Regions from separate parts of the Pan troglodytes genome. Here regions 1 and 2 are each linked to region 3. Evidence: chromatin contacts called from public Hi-C data. All regions are on one chromosome and are shown on one strand. Each heading gives the region's core, a stretch centred on a gene start, on an enhancer-like site or on the middle of the called end of the contact. The rest is flanking DNA. Distances are from core to core; before and after follow the strand shown.

Region 1 (2,700 bases), core at 128-2,627, 230 kb before region 3:
CCAGTGTGCGCTTCTTCCTAAGAGGGCGAGGCGCCTTTGGGGAGCCGGATCTCCGCTCTCCCCCTCTCAACCCTCCTCCCGTCTGAAACGCAACAAGGTCGAGCCGCGCGGTGGGGGCGCCGAGGGTCGCGGGTAACCCCAGCGGGGGAGGGGAGCCCCGGCGTCCGGGTTTCCCGACGCGACCGCCTCACCCGGCGATGAGGAAGATGATACGCAACGGCTCGGTGGCGATGGTGAAGACATAAAGGGCGAGCGCAGGCCCGAAGGCAATGAAGGCGCAGCCGAAGAACACGGCCGCAGTCATGGCCACCGCGGAAACCGACCCGGGGGCCCGTTGGGGACGCGAGATGCTCCCGGCGCGGGCGGGGTTCGGTGGGTGGGGCTCGGGGTGGGGGGCTAAGCGGGACGCGGGGGGCGGGGCGCGGCTCAGGGGCAGGCACGGGGACGGGGGCGGGGCACGTGGGGGCGGGGGCGGGGCTCGGAGGCGGGGTACGTGGGTCGCGGGGCGAGGCGGGGCGTGGGGGTAAACGCTAGGGCCTGGGGGACTGGGCGGGGCGTGGGCTGAGGGCGCCGGGCGCAGGGGCGGGCTCAAGGCGGTGAGCGCGGACCCCACCGTTGGGCCCGCCGCCCTACCGGGTGTCCGGAAGCGCCAGGGCCACGCCGCAGCTCCTGCTCCCGAAGCGGGCGTCCTCGGCGACGTTAGGGCCCGAGCCAACGCCGCAGCCCCACAGATACACTCCGATCGGGTTCCAGTGCCGGCTGCGAGGTGGTTAAGAGAAGGGGAGCTCCCTAGCCCACCTTCGAGCCGCATGCACCGAGAACAGGCAGAGATTCCAAGTCAATCAAAGAGACTAAAGAAAAATGTAGCGCAGGAACAAGCAGGATTCCTTTTTAAATAGGTTTTTTTTTTTAAGCACATTTTACCGTTTGGATAGTTGCGGGAACTTCGTACTCCATCCTGTATAAAACCTAGGCTGGGATAGCAGTGACCCCGGGGATAACCCACAGATGGTAAAATGATGAAAGAGTGGTGGAAGAAGCTGCCCTTCTCAGGGCTGTTTCAGCCAAATGGTTTTTATTTTTTTCCCAATTCTTCAAAAGGGTTGTTTTTGCAGGCATTCTGTGACCACCCTACAAGCAATAGTAACATCTCCCTGCTCCGTCTTCTCACAGTCGTCCATTTCACTTGCTTATTTTTCTTCCCCGTTAAAACGCGAACTCCTGGGGGACAGGGACTTTGCTTTGCTCTTTGTTGTTTCCTCAGCACCTAGAAGTTCACTAATATCTGTTCAATAAGTGAAATAATTTAAAAAGTAGAAGTTATAAACATCTATATTAACAATTTCTGAAAGGTTTAAAAATTAAAACTTAAGTTCTCTGATCATTCACATCCAAGTTAGATTTTTCTTTATGTTGAATAATACTTCGTCGGTTAGTTTGATCAGTGTGCCTGACACAGGTAAGTGCTATGTAAGTATTAACCACTCCTACATAATGTCCATCATGAATAAAGATTTTGGCAATCCACATTTAAAAAAACACCAGTAGACAAATGTTGGGACCTGACAGATGTTTTGCAGCTCGCCCCTGAAAATGCACCTTCAAATAATACAACTGCAGGTATTTAATTCTTACAGAAAAACATTACCTTTGCCCATTTAAAAGTCATATATATTTCCATTCACTCCCACAGAATACTTCTTCAGATTCCAGTGATTGTATTTTGAATGGTCAGATCCCAGCACAATACCTATCAAAACTCGGGTCGAGACAACAGTTCAGAGTGATAGATCTGCTTTGTAAAGATATGGAAAATGAGCTTCCAGACTGGAGGTCCTCGGTGCAACGCAGGAATGAGATGGCAGTGGCCTGAATCAGGGAATTAGCAGGACTCTGGAGGGAAGCAGACAAATTTAATAGAAGTTTAGGAATTGTACAAACAGAATTTAGTGACTAATGAGCTACATAGAGTGAGATGGGGGAAGAGTCAAGGATGTGGGCTTCTAGAGGGTTCGGGCTTAAGTGGATGCTGTGGAGACAGGAGGAGGAGAGAATATGGCAAAGTAGACACGATAATGAGTACCATTTTGTTATTTTGTTGTTACTGTTTTGGAGACGTAGTCTCACTCTGTCGCCCAGGCTGGAGTGCAGTGGTGTGATCTCAGTTCACTGCAACCTCTGCCTCCCGAGTTCAAGCAATTATCCTGCCTCAGCCTCCAGAGTAGCTGAGACTATAGGCGCGCGCCACCATGCCTGGGTTATTTTCGTATTTTAGTAGAGACAGTGTGAACAATGTTGGCCAGGCCAGTCTTGAACTCCTGGCCTCAAGTGACTTGCCCACCTTGGCCTCCCAAAGTGCTGGGATTACAGGCGTGAGCCACCGTGCCTGGCCTTCATTTTGGATGCCTTGAGACTGAGATACTTGTAGCACTCCAAATGGAGGTGTTCAGTAGGCAACTACATATACAGGATCAGGAGAGAAATGGACTGAACATCAGAGCTGAGACCAGAATACCTGAAGCCGTGAGAGTACATAGAATAGAATTACCTAGATAGCTAGTAAAGCCAGAACAAGGCCTATGTCAGAACACCAACATTAAAGGTATGAGGAGAAGAGGAACCTCATAAGAAACTGAAAAGGAGTGGCCAAGAGGGTAACAAGAAAACTGGGGGAATGTGGTGCTGTGGAAGCCAAGGGGA
Region 2 (2,901 bases), core at 351-2,850, 150 kb after region 3:
AGCCAATGTGGTAAGTGCTATTATTCCATTTCACAGACGAGGAAACTGAAGCTTGCAAAGGTTGAGTGTTACAGCCACAGAGCTAATAAAAGAAAATTGTAATTCCAGGCTTGCTTATTCCAAAGCTCATGCTCTTCACATTATGCTTATTTGCGATTCTTTTTCCATCTGTGGAAAGAGGAGGAGGGTGTAAAAGAATGGCTTTCACTAGACCTACAGTTCTGTTGTGGTTTTGTATGTACATGGTAAATGGAGACTACCATGATGTGGACACCCTTGCTGTCTAGGCTCTAGTGTCTTATAAAAGGGCTCTAAGGTGTGTGTGTGTGTGTGTGTGTGTGTGTGTGTGTGTGTGTGTGTGTCTGTACACACTTCTAAATGTAAAGAGAGGGCCATCCAGAGGTAGAGGGCTGTCAGGTAAGAAAATGACTCCAGAATTCAGCACACCTGGGTTCTGCCTCAGCTCTGACACTCACCAGCTTGTTATCTTAAGCAACCCGCTTCCCCTCCCTGTACCTCAGTTTCCTTATTTGTAAAAGAGGAATAACAAAGCCTAGGTCACTGTTAAGTACATTAAGTGAGATCAATGGAAAGCGTCCAGAGGAGTGCCCAACCAAAGTTGGCACTCGAAAGTAAGGGTGTCCCTGTCCCACATTCTATGGTGCAGGAGGGTTTCCCAAAGCAGCGTTGGGAAGAGAGAGAAGTGTGAGCCTTTGCCTGGGTGCATGCTCAAAGATGCAGTTTTGGGGAGGAGGGTACTTTGCAAACCCCAGCAAGTTTTCCACTGGGAACTGCTGGGTTGTATGTTGGGAGCTTTGGAGTGAGGTTTGGGCCTTACCCCGCCTTGGCCTCCCCAGCTGTTCGGGAGGGTGCAGGTCTGCTCCCCACACACACCCTCCCTTCTGCTTTCTTCCCCACGCATCTCAACCTAACCAAAGTTCACGCCCAGCCCTCGCTTTCTTTCCTGACTGCCACGCGGGGCAGGGGCTACACTGGGTGGGGCTGCAGGTGGTCTGCAGGTCCCAGAGGGGGGGTCTGGACTGAAGAGTTAGCCCTCTCCTGCTATGAACCTCCTACTCTTAGAAAACCAGGGACTCCAAAAGCATTCCTGACCCCTCTCCCAGCCACAGACAGACACAGCGACCCACACAGACTTACAGACACACACGTAGGCACACAGACACATAGAGATACAGACCCCCACCCCAAAACATGTACAGATAAGCAAAGATATGCAGAGACACAGCCACATAGAGACAGACACACAGAGAAATATGAACAGATGTATACACACATAGACACAGACCCACGCACACAGAAACATGTACAGATATGCAAAGACATGCAGAGATGCACACACAGACACACAGAAATACCCAGACACACAGAGACACATGCATAGACGCAGACACACACGGAGACACTATGACATGTGAACAATGTGTGTGCGCACACACAGGTTCCCTCCCACCCGGCAGGCGCTGCCCTCTGCCCCGCGGCCCCCACCCCTGCGGCTCTGCCTCTTTGGTCTAATAAGGGTAGGTGAGAAAGCATTGTGAGATTCCGGAGATATTTCCTGGCTCCCCGCATGCTCCTCCTGTGGCACGTCCAGTTGAATGTTCAGCTCTGGGCAAGTGTCCAGGGCCCGGGGCCCCAAGGCTGAGTCATGTAGACAAAGATTCCGAGGCCCTGAGTAGCATTTCTAGATCCCCGGCCTTTAAAAAACACCGCAGGATGCCCTAGGAGGCAGCGAAGTTTCCCACAGAAACTCCACTTGGTGCAGATTTAATCACAGGGCATTTAAATAGCATCATCTGGAGGTAATTTGGAATTTAAATTACCAGGCTAGAGGAAATTTTTTCTACCAAAAGAAGGGCTTGGGATATTATATTGTGTTGGTTATCGATCAGCCGTTTGCAAGGGATTACAAAAGTGGTAAGGCCTGTTTTACACAATATGTTAGAACAATTTACAGCAGGATTTGGTCATCACTAGTGTAACTGGTATTAGTTGTTCCACAATGCTTGGGGCAAGAAATGACACATTTCATGAATTTCTAAATCAGATCATCCTTAGACCCCACACCTACTAGGACCTCAGAAAAATTCAATCCCAGCCTCTTTTCAAGGCCCCTCCTCTCCTCCTATGCAGAACTCTGAGGCCTCAGGATCCTCGAAACTTGGGGGAAGGGCATCAGGTCTGTTACGGTCACTGCCCAGTGGCTCATTGTCCATGCCCAGGTAAACCAGTAAAAGGCTGCTGCTCACGGCATCCTCCAAATTCAAGGCCACAGTGCAAGTGTCCAGTCCCCAGAAGCACACTGCCCACCCAGCCACTCCCCAGAGGCCTTGGCACCTCAGGGGTCCTGGGTAAGAGGCTGGGCACCCAAGGGTCCTGCCAGTCCTTGAATGACCTCTAGCCCTCGGCCCCCTCCCCAGCCCTCGCAACCTCTAACAGTAAGTGTTAGGTCTACAGACCCTTAGAAAATCAAAGAAAGGCCTTTAACTTTCCCCCAGAGCAAGAGAAGCCTAGCCTTCAAGACAGGAAGGCCTCTGAAGAAGAAGAGGGGAAATCCCCCACATTCTTTTCCAGTGAGCTACAGAAGAAAAACAGACATGGTTAATTTATCAATCGCAGTGGCCCGTCACTTCTTAGTCAATAATTACCTGATTTACTTAATAATCCATACTCCTCAAGGAGTAGATAGAGCTGTGGTCCAAAAAAAAATCCAAAAAATCAACAAACAAACCCCTTTCTTTGAATAAAGATGATGAAATCTCTTGACTTCTGTAATTTTCAGAGTCCCTCTGGATCACTTCCGTTTGGACAGGAATGGGTTCAGTCCTAAACAGCTTGGTGTCTAGTAGCTCAGTCTCTTTGTTCCCTTTCATGGAACAGTTG
Region 3 (2,700 bases), core at 125-2,624:
CACCAGCTCATCTTCCAGCTGGGAGTTGGCCAGGGGGTACAGGGAGGGAGGGGGGTGCAGCAGGCAGCGTGATCCCGAAGGGGAGGGGTGTGGGTGCACAGAACCAGAAGGACAGGGACAGCGGGAGAGACAGAGGGAAAGACAGGGAGGGAGAGAGAGAAAGAGAAAGAGTTAGCCATTCGTGCGCCACGCCGTGCCGCGCGCCCCGGGTACCTTGGCGGCGGCCTCTTCGGCGGCCAGGAGGCTGTCCTCCGCCTTGTGCAGCTCCTCCAGCACCCGGTCCCGCTCGTCCTCCGACACCCGCAGCAACTTCTCCTTGGCCGCGATGTCCTCCTCGAGCTGGGGGCAGCGGCGGGCGGGCGCGGGCGGCCGGCACGGACCGGGTGTTAGACACACACAACACACGGGCGTCGGGTTGGCTGGGGCCCCTCGGGCTCGGGGAGCCGCCGAGTTGGAGTGCAAAGGACCCGAGGTAACTTCCTCTTTACCCGAGCTGGAACCGCTCCGCGGCTCACCCCGCACACCCACCTGCCCTGGGACGAGACTCCTGCCGAGGTCTCAGCGGGCTCAAGTCCACTACTTGGGGACACAGAAGAACGCCACTGCTGGCCTGGCTTTCGGGCTGTAGCCTCCATTCCGCCCCATCTTTGTTCTTAGGTAACAACTCCAGGACTCCCCTCTCCTCCCCAAGTTTAAGGTTCCTTTCTCCCCAGTCAAAAGTCAACGAACTTCTAACACTTGAGTTACTCGACCCCCTTTCTCCATCCCTCGCCCTTCCTTCAAACGTCCCCGGGAACCGGGTGTCCTCCTCCCTCCCCCAAACTGATTCCCAGTCCTGAGAATAAAGCGCCTCTAGGACTTGATTTCGCGGGCCATGGGAACCAGAGAAGGGAAATAAGCGTCCTCAGACCAGACTACAAAGTTAGACTAAGCCTGGCTCTTGCGTTTCCCTTCCTTCTTTCCAGACGCGCGCCCTGGCCGCCCTGGGTGGTGGTGGGGGTAGGGTGGTGGCTCCCCGAGTCCTCGGGGTGGGGATCCAGCCGGGGGTGCCAGGCCCGAGTCCCGGCGCTCTGGGCGCGGGCGCAGGGCCGGGGAGGCGCAGACCTGCTTGCTCCTGTCTTCCGCCGCCTTCTTGTCGGCCTCCGCCTGCTCAGCTCGATCCAAGGCGTTCTCCTTGTCGAGCTTCAGCATCTGCATCTTCTTCTTGATGGCGTCCATGGTGGCGGCGGCGAGGGGCCCTGGGGCTGCAGCAGGAGCGGCGGGGCGAGCGCGCGGTCGGGCGGAGGAGCCGGAGTGCGAGCGCGGAGCCGCCTGCTGCTCCCAGATATGTACTTTCCCAAGGGGGCGACCGCATTCCTCAAGACAGCCAATACTTTTTTGGAAAAGCTTTTTTCTCCTGCCCCCCTTCCTCCTCTCCTCCCTCCGCCCCGTGCCCCCTCCCCGCTCCTCCCGCGGGGGCCGCTCGCCCATTCGCTGCCGGCCGCCGGCCTCCCAGTTGACGGTGGATATGACTATATATGGGGACCCGAGCCGCCGAGGCGGCGGCCGGAGAGGCCGCCCTGTTTCTAAACCTGCGCGCCAGGGAGAGGGCGTTGGGGCTGAGCCGGGGCCGAGGCGCAACCCTCCGCCCTCCGCGTCCCCTTCTCCCAGGGCCGGCACCCAGCCATTAGGGTCCCCAACCGAGCCCGCCCTGAGCTGCCGGAGGCCGGGAGAGCGCGGACCAGGTGGTGGATGCGCGTCGCCCCCCTGTGCCGTCCTCCGGCGCGCTTAGCCAAAGGCCCGGGGGCTTCCCAGCCGTGCCGCACCCTGCGTCAGGGTCAGTGCGCTCTCGGCACCCGCCAGCGCCTCCCCGGCAGCTCTCAGCCAGCCAGGTGTCATCCTGCGCGCTTACGCTCTGGAAACTCAACTGCAGCAGAGAAAGGGAGAACGTGGGAGAAAGCCTGGGGCGGCTCTTGAGACTTTCTCTGCGGGCGCGGGTCAGAGAGGCAGGGGGCGGCACAGCGACAGCACACGGAGTCTTGTTTTCTGCCTGCCCTTTCCCCCAGCGGAGGGACAGTCAAATACTTTAGGGACACAGGACTCAGTGGCGTACTTCTGTGCTTGCTGTGCAGTGCCTCCAAAAAGGTGTGCATGTGTGCGTGTGTGTGCGGGTGGCAGTCTAAGGGGAAAGAACATTGAGTTTAGACTTAGGCAATTTGGTCTGTGGTCTCTACTCTGCCACCAGCAACTGTGAGACCTTGTTTGCTGCCCGCGGCTTCCTCAACTTTAAATCCAGCGGGTAGATAATCCCCGAGGTCCCTCCGGATATAACTTGTTATCATTTTTCTTGCACTGATTTTAGGGAGTCGGCCTTCCATGTGAGATGCTTAGGTGCCAGGTTTCGGAAAACATGGGATCGGCGTTAACCTGGCTAAGTCATTGCATCCGCAGCCGCAACTCTGAGGAGGCTCTGCCGGGTGAGCTGTGCTTGGAAGGAGGAGGATTTCCCCCAACACTTCTTATTTTTAACTACTCCTCCCATCCCCCAAGGGGGAAAGGCTGCTTTTTTTCAGAGCTTCAGTGGGAGGGAAGGAGGGGGGCTGCCCCCAAGCCCTGAGATCAGCTGAGGCAGGGTTGGTGAGGGTCTTGTTAATAGTCCCCACAGAATAATTCACAGTCTGTACTGCATGGTTACCGAATATTCCCCGGACGGTATCTGAG

The links. Hi-C and Micro-C count contacts between places; a contact is called where the count stands out from the background.
Region 1: a contact with region 3 is called in a Hi-C map of induced pluripotent stem cells, with 2.3 times the contacts expected there. The contact joins the promoter of APH1B here to the promoter of TPM1 in region 3. A contact is called at or near these places in 1 of 7 Hi-C or Micro-C datasets (induced pluripotent stem cells) and 1 of 1 datasets of contacts at active chromatin or transcription factors (stem cell-derived excitatory neurons).
Region 2: a contact with region 3 is called in a Hi-C map of stem cell-derived neural progenitor cells, with 4 times the contacts expected there. The contact joins the enhancer-like site here to the promoter of TPM1 in region 3. A contact is called at or near these places in 3 of 7 Hi-C or Micro-C datasets (blood, induced pluripotent stem cells and stem cell-derived neural progenitor cells), 1 of 1 datasets of contacts at active chromatin or transcription factors (stem cell-derived excitatory neurons) and 1 of 1 other capture datasets (stem cell-derived neural stem cells).

The regions. Positions count from the first base shown.
Region 1 is chr16:55,265,716-55,268,415 of NHGRI_mPanTro3-v2.0_pri, reverse strand. It overlaps APH1B (aph-1 homolog B, gamma-secretase subunit), which reads right to left and starts at 1,377. Exons shown (of 6, transcript XM_523094.7): 1 at 192-1,377. The coding sequence starts at 811.
Region 2 is chr16:54,886,135-54,889,035 of NHGRI_mPanTro3-v2.0_pri, reverse strand. No RefSeq gene overlaps it. Among named protein-coding and RNA genes, the nearest start is that of MIR190A, 73 kb to the right of the region's middle. Within about 2 kb of position 1,600, at least 9 of the 24 cell types and tissues checked have an H3K27ac peak or open chromatin away from gene starts, as enhancers often do. A contact at or near this core is called in stem cell-derived neural progenitor cells and stem cell-derived neural stem cells, where this site is marked.
Region 3 is chr16:55,031,681-55,034,380 of NHGRI_mPanTro3-v2.0_pri, reverse strand. TPM1 (tropomyosin 1) reads right to left here and starts at 1,374. Exons shown (of 9, transcript XM_001173721.5): 1 at 1,105-1,374; 2 at 1-18. The coding sequence starts at 1,218.